2 separate regions of the Urocitellus parryii genome follow, and region 2 is linked to region 1. The links are chromatin contacts, called in public Hi-C maps. All regions are on one chromosome and are shown on one strand. Each heading gives the region's core, a stretch centred on a gene start, on an enhancer-like site or on the middle of the called end of the contact. The rest is flanking DNA. Distances are from core to core; before and after follow the strand shown.

Evidence for each region. A called contact is a pair of places that touch in the nucleus more often than the background predicts.
Region 2: a Hi-C map of muscle shows a contact between it and region 1, with 2.5 times the contacts expected there. The contact joins the promoter of U2surp here to the promoter of Pls1 in region 1. A contact is called at or near these places in 2 of 2 Hi-C or Micro-C datasets (liver and muscle).

What each region holds. Positions count from the first base shown.
Region 1 is chr2:105,839,384-105,845,008 of mUroPar1.hap1, forward strand. It overlaps Pls1 (plastin 1), which reads left to right and starts at 3,137. Exons shown (of 16, transcript XM_026385062.2): 1 at 3,137-3,215.
Region 2 is chr2:106,234,874-106,240,498 of mUroPar1.hap1, forward strand. It overlaps U2surp (U2 snRNP associated SURP domain containing), which reads left to right and starts at 2,436. Exons shown (of 28, transcript XM_026384999.2): 1 at 2,436-3,356. The coding sequence starts at 3,312.

The sequences.
Region 1 (5,625 bases), core at 1,887-4,386:
ATGAAATAAAGTAGGTGAACTTCTGGGAACAGAAGTAAGTACATAGGAAACAGAATAAACCTCAGTGTTAATGGTGAAGATGATGATGGTGGTGATCAGTGGAGTCTGCTCCAAGAATGAGCCCATAAAAATAAATTAATAATCCAGATGGATCTTTGGGAAGAAGAATGGAATCAGCAAAGATTGTCTTAATATAAGAGACATTTTTATTTAGTTGTCTTTAGTTTTTATTTCTTTAGTCTTTATTGAGTTGTATTGAGAGAAAAGTAATATTTTATATCTTGGTTTTCTCACATATAAAATGAGGCTAATTTCATAGGGTTGCCATGGATCTTCAAGGAGAAAACACTTACAAGTGCTTAAAATGATGAGAGGTACCCAGTAGGTCAAGAACTCTTAGCTATTGTTGTTATTGGTATTTTATACAAACTGCAGAAGATCCAGGAAACCATCCTTGTTTTTTTTTTATCAACAATTGGAATGCATCATTAGATCTGATTCATGTCATAACAAATACTTAAAATTGGGACTAAGCTAGAAAGACTGGAACCTAGGGTTATTACCATGACTACAGTGTACTTGTGCCCACCAAGACTGCATCTCCTCTGTGTGAATTCTTCCTACCTGGTGCTATTACTTCAAGTATTTTCAAATGATTACTCTTTGAATTATCAGTAGAACACTTTTATCAAATAAGACCTTGTAATATGTAAATAAGTTGCGTTGGCTGGCCTGAGGTCCCTGCCCCAGAACCCTGTTTTTGATCTTCCAGAAACCTATGACTCCTATGAACACAATTTGAAAACCCTGCTCCTTATTGGTGGCAATACAATCAGCCGAGCAGAGAACAATTTTCTTTTTAAAATAATGTGCTGGTTGTTGGGGCTGGGGTTATAGTTCAGTGGTAGAGCACTTGCCTTGCATGCTTGAGGCCCTGGGTTCGATCCTCAGCACCACATAAAAATAAATATATAAAAATAAATATTAAAAAAAGAACGTACTGCTTGTGCATTTCCAATGATATACTCTATTTACTATTCAGATTTGGAAGATACTTTTGATAAACGCTCTAGTTTTATCATTCGTACATTACAAGCCCTATCTTTGGGTTGGTTACTTTTTCGATGGCTGCCTCAGACATTTTATATTGATTACTTTTAGCTATCTCTGGAGGGCAGCTTTATTTTGCTTCCTTCACAATCAGGTCACACTTGTTTAGTTTGCATTTCCTCATGAACTTATCTTGGTCAATATTTCCACTAAATATGAAGATCCTAAGATATTTGATTTTTTTCTTTCCAACTTTATTGAGGAATACTTTATGTAAAACAAATTCCATGTATTTAAAGTCTACAATTTAGCTTTGACAGTTCTGTATGTAGTGAAAGCATCACTATGATTAATAAAGAGAAAACTTCCATTACCTGAAAAGGTTTTTGGGGATACTGAAGGTTGAACAGAGGGATGCTCAGCTACTGAGCCACCTCACCTGCCCTTTTTATTTTTTATTTTGAGACAAGGTCTTGCTAAATTGCTGAGTCTGGCCTTGAACTTGTGATCCTCCTACCTCAGTCTCCTGAGTGGATGGTATTATAGGCATGTGCCACCACACCCACAAAGCCCCCCTACCAATGTGCATCCTTTCCTCCATCCTGGCTCTAGGTAATCACTTATTTTTGTCATTATAGGTTACACTTCATACAAATAGAATCATAAGTATGTATTTATCTCTGGCTTTTTCAACTCAGCAAATGATTTTGAGATTTGTCCATGTTGAAGCCTGTGTGAGTAGTTACTTCTTTTTCAATGCTGAGTAACATACTCCATTGTATAGGTTTACCACAATTTGTTTTTTCATTCACTTGTTGATGGACAGTTGAGTTCCTTCTTGACTGGGGCTACTGTGGAAAAAAAAAAAAACTGCCTATGAACAAAGACTTTGGGCATATATTTCAATTTATTTTGGATAACCCTAGGGATATCTGTGTTGCACTTTTAAAGAAATGTTTTGTGAGACCTTGCATTCTCAACCCGTCTGTGTATCCAGGCTCAGATAAAAATACTAAATTTTCATGTTTCTCTAAGTTGAGGATAAGAAGAAATTCTTATCCTCTCCCTCCCTGGCTCACCTACTTCCAAATTAATTGCTCATCCACTTCTTTTGGGTTCTTAAAATAATTTCAACCTCCTCCTTTCTTCTCCAGCCCTGTTACGACCATGTCAGGGTTTTTTGGTGCCCCTTCTGTATCACCCACAGTGCTGGGTGCAAAGGGGGCACGCAGGACTCTGAGTTAAAGGGGCAACAAGATGGGTTGGGGATGTGGCTCAAGCTGTAGCATGCCACCCTCGCCTGGCATGCGCAGGGTGCTGAGGACCGAACTCAGCACCACATAAAAATAAAACACCTCAAACTAAAAAATAAATATTTAGAAAAAAAAGGGGGGAGGGACAACAAGATAGGGAGCAGCTCTGTTCCCTGGACTGCACTAAGGGGCCCAGGAGCTAGGGATTATGCTGCAGGCAACATTGGTGAGAACTCTTGAAGCTGCATTCCATTCACCTGACTCACGTGCTAGAGGAAACATCCCACCTTTGTTTGAGGACAGTCTTTAGGTATTTATTTATTTCAAACAGGTGTGGCTGGTATATGACAAGGAAGTGTTATGTGAAATCTCAAAAGGAAAGAAAACTTTTTCTTTCATAACAAATAGCTTTTCTTTTGACCTGTGGCTTTCAACATGTGGTACCCAGACTAGTAGCAGCAGCTTCCCCAGAGAACATTCTAGAATACCAAGTATCTCTCCAGACCCCCTGAAACTCTGGGTCTAGTTTAACAAGCCCTCCAGGTGATGCCAATTCACACTCGAGTTTAAGAGGGGGTAGAGGGTCATCTTTGGGGTTGGTGAAGGTGGGGGGGGGTCTGCAGGGATGACGTGGCCGCCGAGCCCACCCACCTCCTCCTTGCTCCTTCCCCCTCCCCGCACCTGCAGCTTCTTTCATCCTCCTCCAGAACCAGGTTCTTAGCTGGAGGTCCCCTCCCTGAAAGCTGCAGCCAAAACCCGGCGAGTGGATTCCGAGTTTGCGAGCCGGGGTAGCCGGTCGCGCATGCGCGGTGGGGGCGAGCGCAGCAGCGGGGCGGGCGCGCAGAGGTAGCTGCAGAGTCGACCTGCGGGGCTCGGGGATCCCCAGCCGGAGCTGCAGTACGATCGCAGCAGGTACCAGGCGTGGGAATGCGGGAGTCGGGGCCCTAAAGGCAGGCAGGACCGACCGAAGAAAAGCAAAGCTTGACTTCCTCGGGGGGCAGTCAGAGATCCTCGCCAGCCAGGCTCTCCCCGCCGTGCGGTGCGGCGCCAGCGGATCTCCGGACGCGCTCTGCCCACTTGGGGCAGCAAGAAGTGCCCGCAGGTGTTACACCGTGTATTTGCACTATTTAAACAATATACATGAGACGTGCGTTACTATGCATCTCTGCATAAAGTAAGGCATTTGATTGAGTCTTCTGTTTTAAACTTTCGGTGGCTGTTCGCGAGACTTTCTGGATCAGTCTTTTTCGTTTGAATTCTGTGACTTGATTTATTTGTCTTTGGCCTTTTGGTGCATAGGATCAATAGGGCTAGGATGAAACTGCATCCGTGCTTTCTGGGTTTGGTGTCTTTCCTGGAGCATGGGGGCCTCTGGATGCGGCATGAGAAATGTCAGTTTTCAGCGGATTTTCACTGTCAAACTTTTCCAGTTTCAGCTGCATTTCAAAGTACTGACTTTACAGAATCCCCTCCCCTTTACCTTTCAACATTACAGCTTTAAAAAAAAAAAATCTTCATTTGGTACTATTAAAAGAAGTTCTCATACTTCATCCTTTGTTTATCCTGTCACATTTTATGGCTTCTATCGATATATATTTCACTTTGGGGCTGCCGTACTGGATACACTTGTAGGAGGCTAAAGCTGTGCTGCACAAATTTCCTAGAGAACCTTTTGAACCCTAAGCACAATTTCAGGGCAGGAGGCAAACTGAACCCTGTGTAGGAGTCAGGAAGAAAGCAAGTGCTTTTGCATCCTGCTCTTCCCTTGGAATCAGCTTCTCTTTAAATTGAATTCTGTAGTGAAATTCTACAGTAAAGTTAAATTATAGTAAAGTTAACTTTGTGATGTGCGAGACACACTCAGAAGTAGTTTAGGAAAAAGAAAAGTTCAGGAAGAGAAACAGAAAGGGGATATTTTACCTCCTACTTTCCCCCATGATGAATGTTTTAATGGCAGAAATTATATACAGTTGGTCCAGTTTTGGTCTGCAGGGGCCTTCGAGGTCAGCCAGTTCAACTGCTTCAGTTTACAAATGAGAAAACTGAGACCAGTGAGGTTAGATGACTTGCTGTGGCCACCCAAGTCCCTCGTTGGCAAAACCGGACCCGAGAACCAGGTTTTCTGATTTCAGGGATCTTTTTACCTCTCCCTGCTGAAACTCCTCTCATCATTTGAATAGGTTATTAAACTTTCTTTTCCACTTTCTCATGTAGTCTGGTTGGAGCAGAAAACTAGCTGTGTCTAGTACTTAGCTTGCCGTACCTTATAAACTCCTTTCAAGAAGTGTCACTCAAGCCCCACCTACGAATTTGCTGGTCTTGAAACCAAACTATCCTCCTTCGTTGGCCTGGAATGCTTGTTTGCCTTCATCCCTGTTGAAGTCTGTCCATGTTGCAAGATGTTTCTCAGCTGTAACCTCTTCCTGGAAGCCTTCCTTGATTGCTGCAGCCATAAGTAGTTTGCCCCTTTAGAACCCTGTAGTGCTTATCACTGTCATCTGTGCTGCTGGTAATCCTCACTGTGTATGGTATTGTGAATTATATTTTAGTACACAATCCTTATTTTCTGACCAGGAAGTTGTCAGGCTGTGTAAACTCTTGAAGGTTAAAGCCCGTGACTTAAACATCCCACTCATCGCTAAGTACAGAGTATATTCTCAGCCACTGTTTGTAGGAGGGAGGAAAATGAAGCACCCATAGTTTTCTGAAGGATTCGATGCGGGTATTCTGATTTACAGGAGAGGCCACCTTAGAGTGGTAGCAAACAGAGATGGAGTCAAACCAGCCAGATAGGATGATTCTCATATTTTGACAAGAGATTACAGATTGGGGGGAATGCTAGAGACAGGTAAAAACACAATGGTGAACAGCTGTCCAGAGCTTGGACTGAGCATGTGACTTGTAAATGCAAAGTGGAGTAAGAGTGATGTACAGGGCGGGGCATGGTGGCACAGCCTGTAATCCCAGCACTGCGGGAGGCTGAGGCAGGAGGATTGCAAGTTCAAGGACAGCCTTAACAATTTAGCAAGACCCTATCTCAAAATAAAAAAATGAAAGAGTTGAGAATGTAGCTCAGTGGTTAAGCACTCTGGAGTCAATCCCCAATATTGCACCCCTCCAAAAAAAAAAAACCCCAAACCAGAAAGAAGCATTTAATGAAAGACTAGATTTAAAGGAGGAAAGGTGTTGAAAATTACTAGTTTCAAGTTTGGAGTGTTATTAATGGGCTTATAATATCCTTTTTGTCTTATTAGCACTTCTGATTGGGACATGATTTCTCTTCTGCTTCTTACAGTTGTCAACGTAATTGTCTTTTTCACAT
Region 2 (5,625 bases), core at 1,186-3,685, 390 kb after region 1:
GGCTAAGACTGACACTGTGTGTCAGATGCAGAAGACCAAAATGTCTACAAGCAGGCGGGGTATGAAGAATTTGTGCACCACGTGAGAGCTTGGCCAACGGGGGTGCACGGTCCACTTCCTCAGAGGTTTGCTATAGCAACCTGGATTGTACCCCACTGTTGCCCAATTTTCCCATATTTCAACAAAAGGCGAACTTTATGTAAAACCTTCCAATTTTAAAGTGCTAGCTCAAATTTTAAAGAGAAAAATCCCCCTGGCTGTGCCAAACAAAACACCTCTATGGACTGTATCTAGGATGACTTTGAAAGTTGTGCTGAACAGAGTAGCTTAGGCAAAACTCTTAAAAAAACAAACGGCAGCTGTGGGGAATACAGTAGCATCAGAGAGAGAAAAATGGTGTACTTTGAGTGTAATTGTAAAAACGTAATGCTAACTGAGGTCAATTGATTGTATAGTTCTTACTATTTATGTGAGGTCCCTTGTTAATAATAATTATGAACATAATTAAATTCTTCTGATTCTGTAAAATTCCTTTTGGATTATTTTTATCCCATGTTTGTAGTTGAGTGATAGGGCTAAGATTTCATAATTTAAATGTATAAATAACTCTGCTTCAAATCATGGTTTTGAATTTTGTTGTTTTTGTACCAGGGATTGAACCTAGGGGTGCTTAACCAGAGTCACATTCCCAACCATTTTATTATTTTTATTTTGAGGCAGGGTCTCACTAATTGCTTAGGGCCTCACTAAGTTGTTGAGGCTGGCCTCAAACTTGTGATCCTCCTGCCTCAGCCTCCTGAATTGCTGGGATTATAGACAGGTACCACCACACCTGGCAATTTGGTTTTGGATTTTTTCAAGTGTACTTAATTGGTCACATTTGTTGGACTTGATTTGGGGCTTATCATATAAAAAAGGAGAAAGGGAGGAAAGCCTATATTCCTTTGTTTTTACTGTTTCCTAGCAAATATTTAGTTAAAAATATTTTTAAAGTAGGATTTTGGGGATTTGACTGAAAAGCTGCATATGTTCACTTGATGGTGACAAAGTCAGCCTGTGGCATTGCAGGAACACCACTAGGCACACTCCATCCCACTCCTGTTCCCTCCAACTCAGCTGATGATTTCACTTTCTAATCCTAGGCTAAACAACCAACTAAGATCCAGTGTGATAAGCTCCCAAGTGGGAAAGAACAGGTTCCCATGGAAACAGAGCAGGGAATCTAGCCTAGGCTCTGCCAAGGAGATAGGTTTGTGAGGCTGCTGGAAGGAAGTGGCATCTTCAGGAAGAGTAAAAAAACTGATTAGACTTTAATTAGAGGCCAGGGTGAGAGGGAGGGCAAAAGCTCAGAACTGGAGAAAGTGTGGCAGGATCTGAGATTGGAGGGTACAAAGCATCAATCTGTTTTATTTCATGTACAGAAATTGTCACTTTCTGATCATTTCTTGTTTGTTTATTGTCTCTTCTTCCACCTCCATTGCCTCACAGGAAACAGGAGGATTGCCTGCTGATTCCTCAGTACCTGGTGCATATGACCATTGACCTCTCTGGAGGGCCAGTCATGTAGAAGATCCTGTTCTAAGGGTTCCCCCATCACCCAAGACAAAGTTCTACTTCTTCAGAGATGGCTCACATGCTTTCTCTTCTGTGAACCCTCCCCCATCTCTTCACCCATTCCTACTCTCAGAATTAACTACTTCTTTCAGAGTTCCTTGGGCTATTGATCCTTCTTTGAAGCATCAACTAAATTATGTATAGTGTTTGTTAGTTTGTAGTTTCCTTGTCTCCCCCATTCCTCTCTAAGTTTTACATCACATAAGGACCAGTCTTTATTTATCTGTCTCTGAAAGCCTTATAACACCAGGGTTAGACTTTTATACACAAAACAGGGCTCAGAAGTATTTTTGAATAAACGCATTAGGGACAGAAGGTCATGAACACTCCTCCAGCCCCAGTCCTCAGAACATTTTAAAACAAATATTTGACCACATCAAAGCTCTAAATTAATACTGTTGATGGACACTCTTCATCCTCAGAATAGAATTCCAACTCTTAACTACACTGGTTACCTCTGCCCTGTGTGAATTTGCTCCCATCCACCTCTCCAGTCACGCCCCTCCCACATCTGGTCGAATAAAACTTGACAGGAGTCCTTATTGCACAATGCACGGACTGTCCTGACTCATGCCACAAGGCTTTCCCTTCAGCTCCTCCTCTGACCGGTATGCCCTTTCCACTTTCCTTGCCTGGCTCCGTTCAGGCAATGACCTTCTCAAGCAAGCTTTCCCTCTTTGAATCCAGATCCTGATTAAGAACCCCAAAAAAGTACCAAGTAGAAAAGCTTATGGCGCTTCCCCCATTTATGTGATTAAAGATGAAAACAATACCGGAGCGTGAAATGTAATTTAAAAAACGGCACACGATTGCATGTACACTCGATTTATTTTTTTATTTTTTTTTTAAAATTTTTTTTTATTTTTATTTTTTTAAAGAGAGAGTGAGAGAGGATAGAGAGAGAATTTTCAATATTTATCTTTTAGTTCTCGGCGGACACAACATCTCTGTTGGCATGTGGTGCTGAGGATCGAACCCGGGTCGCACGCATGCCAGGCGAGCGCGCTACCGCTGAGCCACATCTCCAGCCCCTGTACACTCGATTTAGAAGTCGGTCTATATTTAACGATTTTCTTTCATTCACCGTCTTTGCATGCTTCCAGTTGCGCACGCCCCAGTTTCTATCGGATCACCCTCAGGTTGGGTCAAACGCTTCTCTTCTGGGCTTTGCAGACACAACTCTATCTCGACATTCATCATCTGAGAAAGCTGCAAAATTGCTTTCCTATGTGGAGGTGAGCTCCCGAGGTGGCGCTTACAGTATCTTTTCTCGATCAGACCCATTTTCTGAATTGAAGGGAACGCTCCTCCCCAGACCGCCAGCGCATTTCTTAACGAGCAGCTGGTTCTCTTCCCGCCCAGGAAATACAAAAACTGGCCTGCATCTATCAAGAATCGGCTCTGGGAAAACAGACTGAACTATCAGCAGGCCCTGAAAGTCAGGAAAAGGAAATGCTTTAAATTCCCAGGCCCAATGACAGGCTCAGGAACCGCGACTGCCAGAAGACCCATAGAGGAGGCGGGCCCAGGGAAGTGACTGGCACCGGAAGTCACGTGCGCGACTAGGCCTAAATCCATAATCCCGGCGGTGGATTGCTTAGCCTTACGGGCCGCTGGCGGGCTGCGCTGAGATCCAATCGTTCGGTGGTCGACTCGCTCGTGCTGCTGCCGCCGCCGAAGGAGGGGCAAAGCTCAAGATGGCGGACAAAACGCCAGGCGGATCTCAGAAGGCCAGTTCAAAGGTAATTTCTTAGAGGTCTTCATGAGTCAGTGGGTCTATGGCTGTCATCCAGGGTCTACGGACGCTTCCGGCTGGCGAGGGGTTGCTGGGGTGGGGGTCTCCGTTCTGGTCGTAACAGCAGGCCTGGGCGCCGCCGCACCGTGGTGCGCAGGTTTAGAGGCCTGATGTCCCCCTTCGGTCCCAGCCTGGATTCGGCTCGAGACCGGTGTGCCCAGGGGCTGGTGGCGTGTGTAGCTTGCCCCTTGCTTGGCACTGGAGTGAAGTCAGGGATTCAGAAGGAGACCTGAAGTCCTGAAAACGCGCCCTTGTGTCCCAGTCGGCTGGGCTCCGAGGCCGCGGTCTAGCGCCCGGGAGAGGCGGGAATCGCCTCCCGGTGTTTGGGTGTCGGTTTCTTTTTGTCTTGGTTCTTTGGCTTTCGTGTCTTACCTGCTGTGGCCATCTTCGGTGTCCTCCATGCCCTCCAAGGAGTACGTGGGCTCTCGGGTGGCAGGTTTGTGGAGGGAGGACGGAGAGCGAGGGGACGCGGGGTGGGAAGTAGCTAGGCGGGAGCGGCCACCCTTGGCAGGGTTGCGTGGCCAAGGTTAACGCTGCGCTCTACACGTGGCCTTCACCTCCGTGGAGAGGAAGTGAAAAATGAACCCTCTTTCGGGAGGGTCGCAGAGTCCGGGTCCCTCCCTCCGTGTGGTGTGTTCCACCGAAGGAAGAACTTCCGTGGACTTGGAAAATACCCAGTCAATTCCGCTTGAGTTTACAGGGAACGGAGCGCACATCTTGTGAAACCAGGGAGCTGTGGAAATAGTTTAGCGTCAATAAGGTTTTGATATCACGTCTTAGTTGCCATCTTGGGCGGGTCATTTCATCGTTTTTAATTTTTTTTAAAAAATGGTTTGTTTTGCGTTGTTTCTCATCTGGAATTCAATATTAGAATATTGCTACTGCCATGAAGTAGTCAGTTGGTGAGCATTGAGATGCTGATGAAAGAAGTTGTGTAACACTGAAAGGTTCTAGGGACTTACAGACTATGATTTTTAAGTCAGATACTAGGAAGTTTAGGTAGAAGAGGAGAGCCTCGCCTTTGCTCTTTGATCTGCGAGACATCACAATCTATTTTATTTTTGCTTTCTCAGTTTCTAATAAACGTGTCTTAATGCCATTTTTGGTAAATGATGTTCACCAAATTATTTAGTTTGTGATTGTTAATGTCCTTATCAGACATCCTCTAGTTAGGTGAAAGTATGGTAGGTGGACAGTTTGGGGTGCTTTACATCAAACCTTTGCTCCATAGTATTTCCATCCCTCCCCAGTAGATTTTTTTTCCTTCTCCCCTTCCTTCAGAGAGAGAGAGGTGGCTTAAATTCATTAGTACCTGACTCTATCCACTCTTGTTATTCAATAGATTTGTGATGAAAATAGCTCCACTTGCTGTTAGGGGACTGTTAGGAAAGCTTGCTACGTTTATGATAATTCACAATTTTGTTTCTTCTCAAAGTATGAAGTATCCCGTCTTTGAGACCTTGCATACATTGAAAACATTTCAATGTGCTTGTTTAGTCTTCCTTCTAAAATAGTACTGATGGTTGTGAATGTGTGACTGACTGTTCCTTCTAAGTAAATTATTGGGTTTTCTGTTAATGAGTCTTACCATTTATAGTCCTTTAGATTATCATCTGTTGATGCTTTCAACAGATTTCTTATCCATGTCTGTTAAAAGGAATCAGAACCCACTCAAATCGTGTATTGGCGTGATTTCTCTGTTATTAGGGAAACTCCATGATGTAGTAGAAAGGTTATGAATTTTGATAACAAAAGATTTCCATTCAAATCCTGACTTGGTAGTTCATTATATTTGCAGTAATATTAGGAAAATTGCTTAAACTCTTAAATTGCAATTTTCTCATTTGTGTTGTAGATACATTCCCTGTTTTACAAGGTTGATATAAAGATTCGGTGAGTCAGTGTCTATAAAATGCATAACAAATCTGGGTCTTCCTCTCTTCTGTTCCTAAAGGAAATAAAAAGTAATTGTTTTTTCAAAATGTCAGGATACATTGTGGTCCAGAGAATTTGAATCTAAGTTATCAGCTGTTATAATGACTTCCCAGATTGCCGCTTTTTACTTCTAATGCAACTCCAGAATTTATTATAGAGATTATACGATCATTTTGGCTAGTATTACAGTATTTGGTATTTCTGGTCATTGATCTATGGTTTTATTTCCCTCTTCTGGAAAGAGCAGATAAATGGCTTATATTCCACAGTACAGAAAGGGT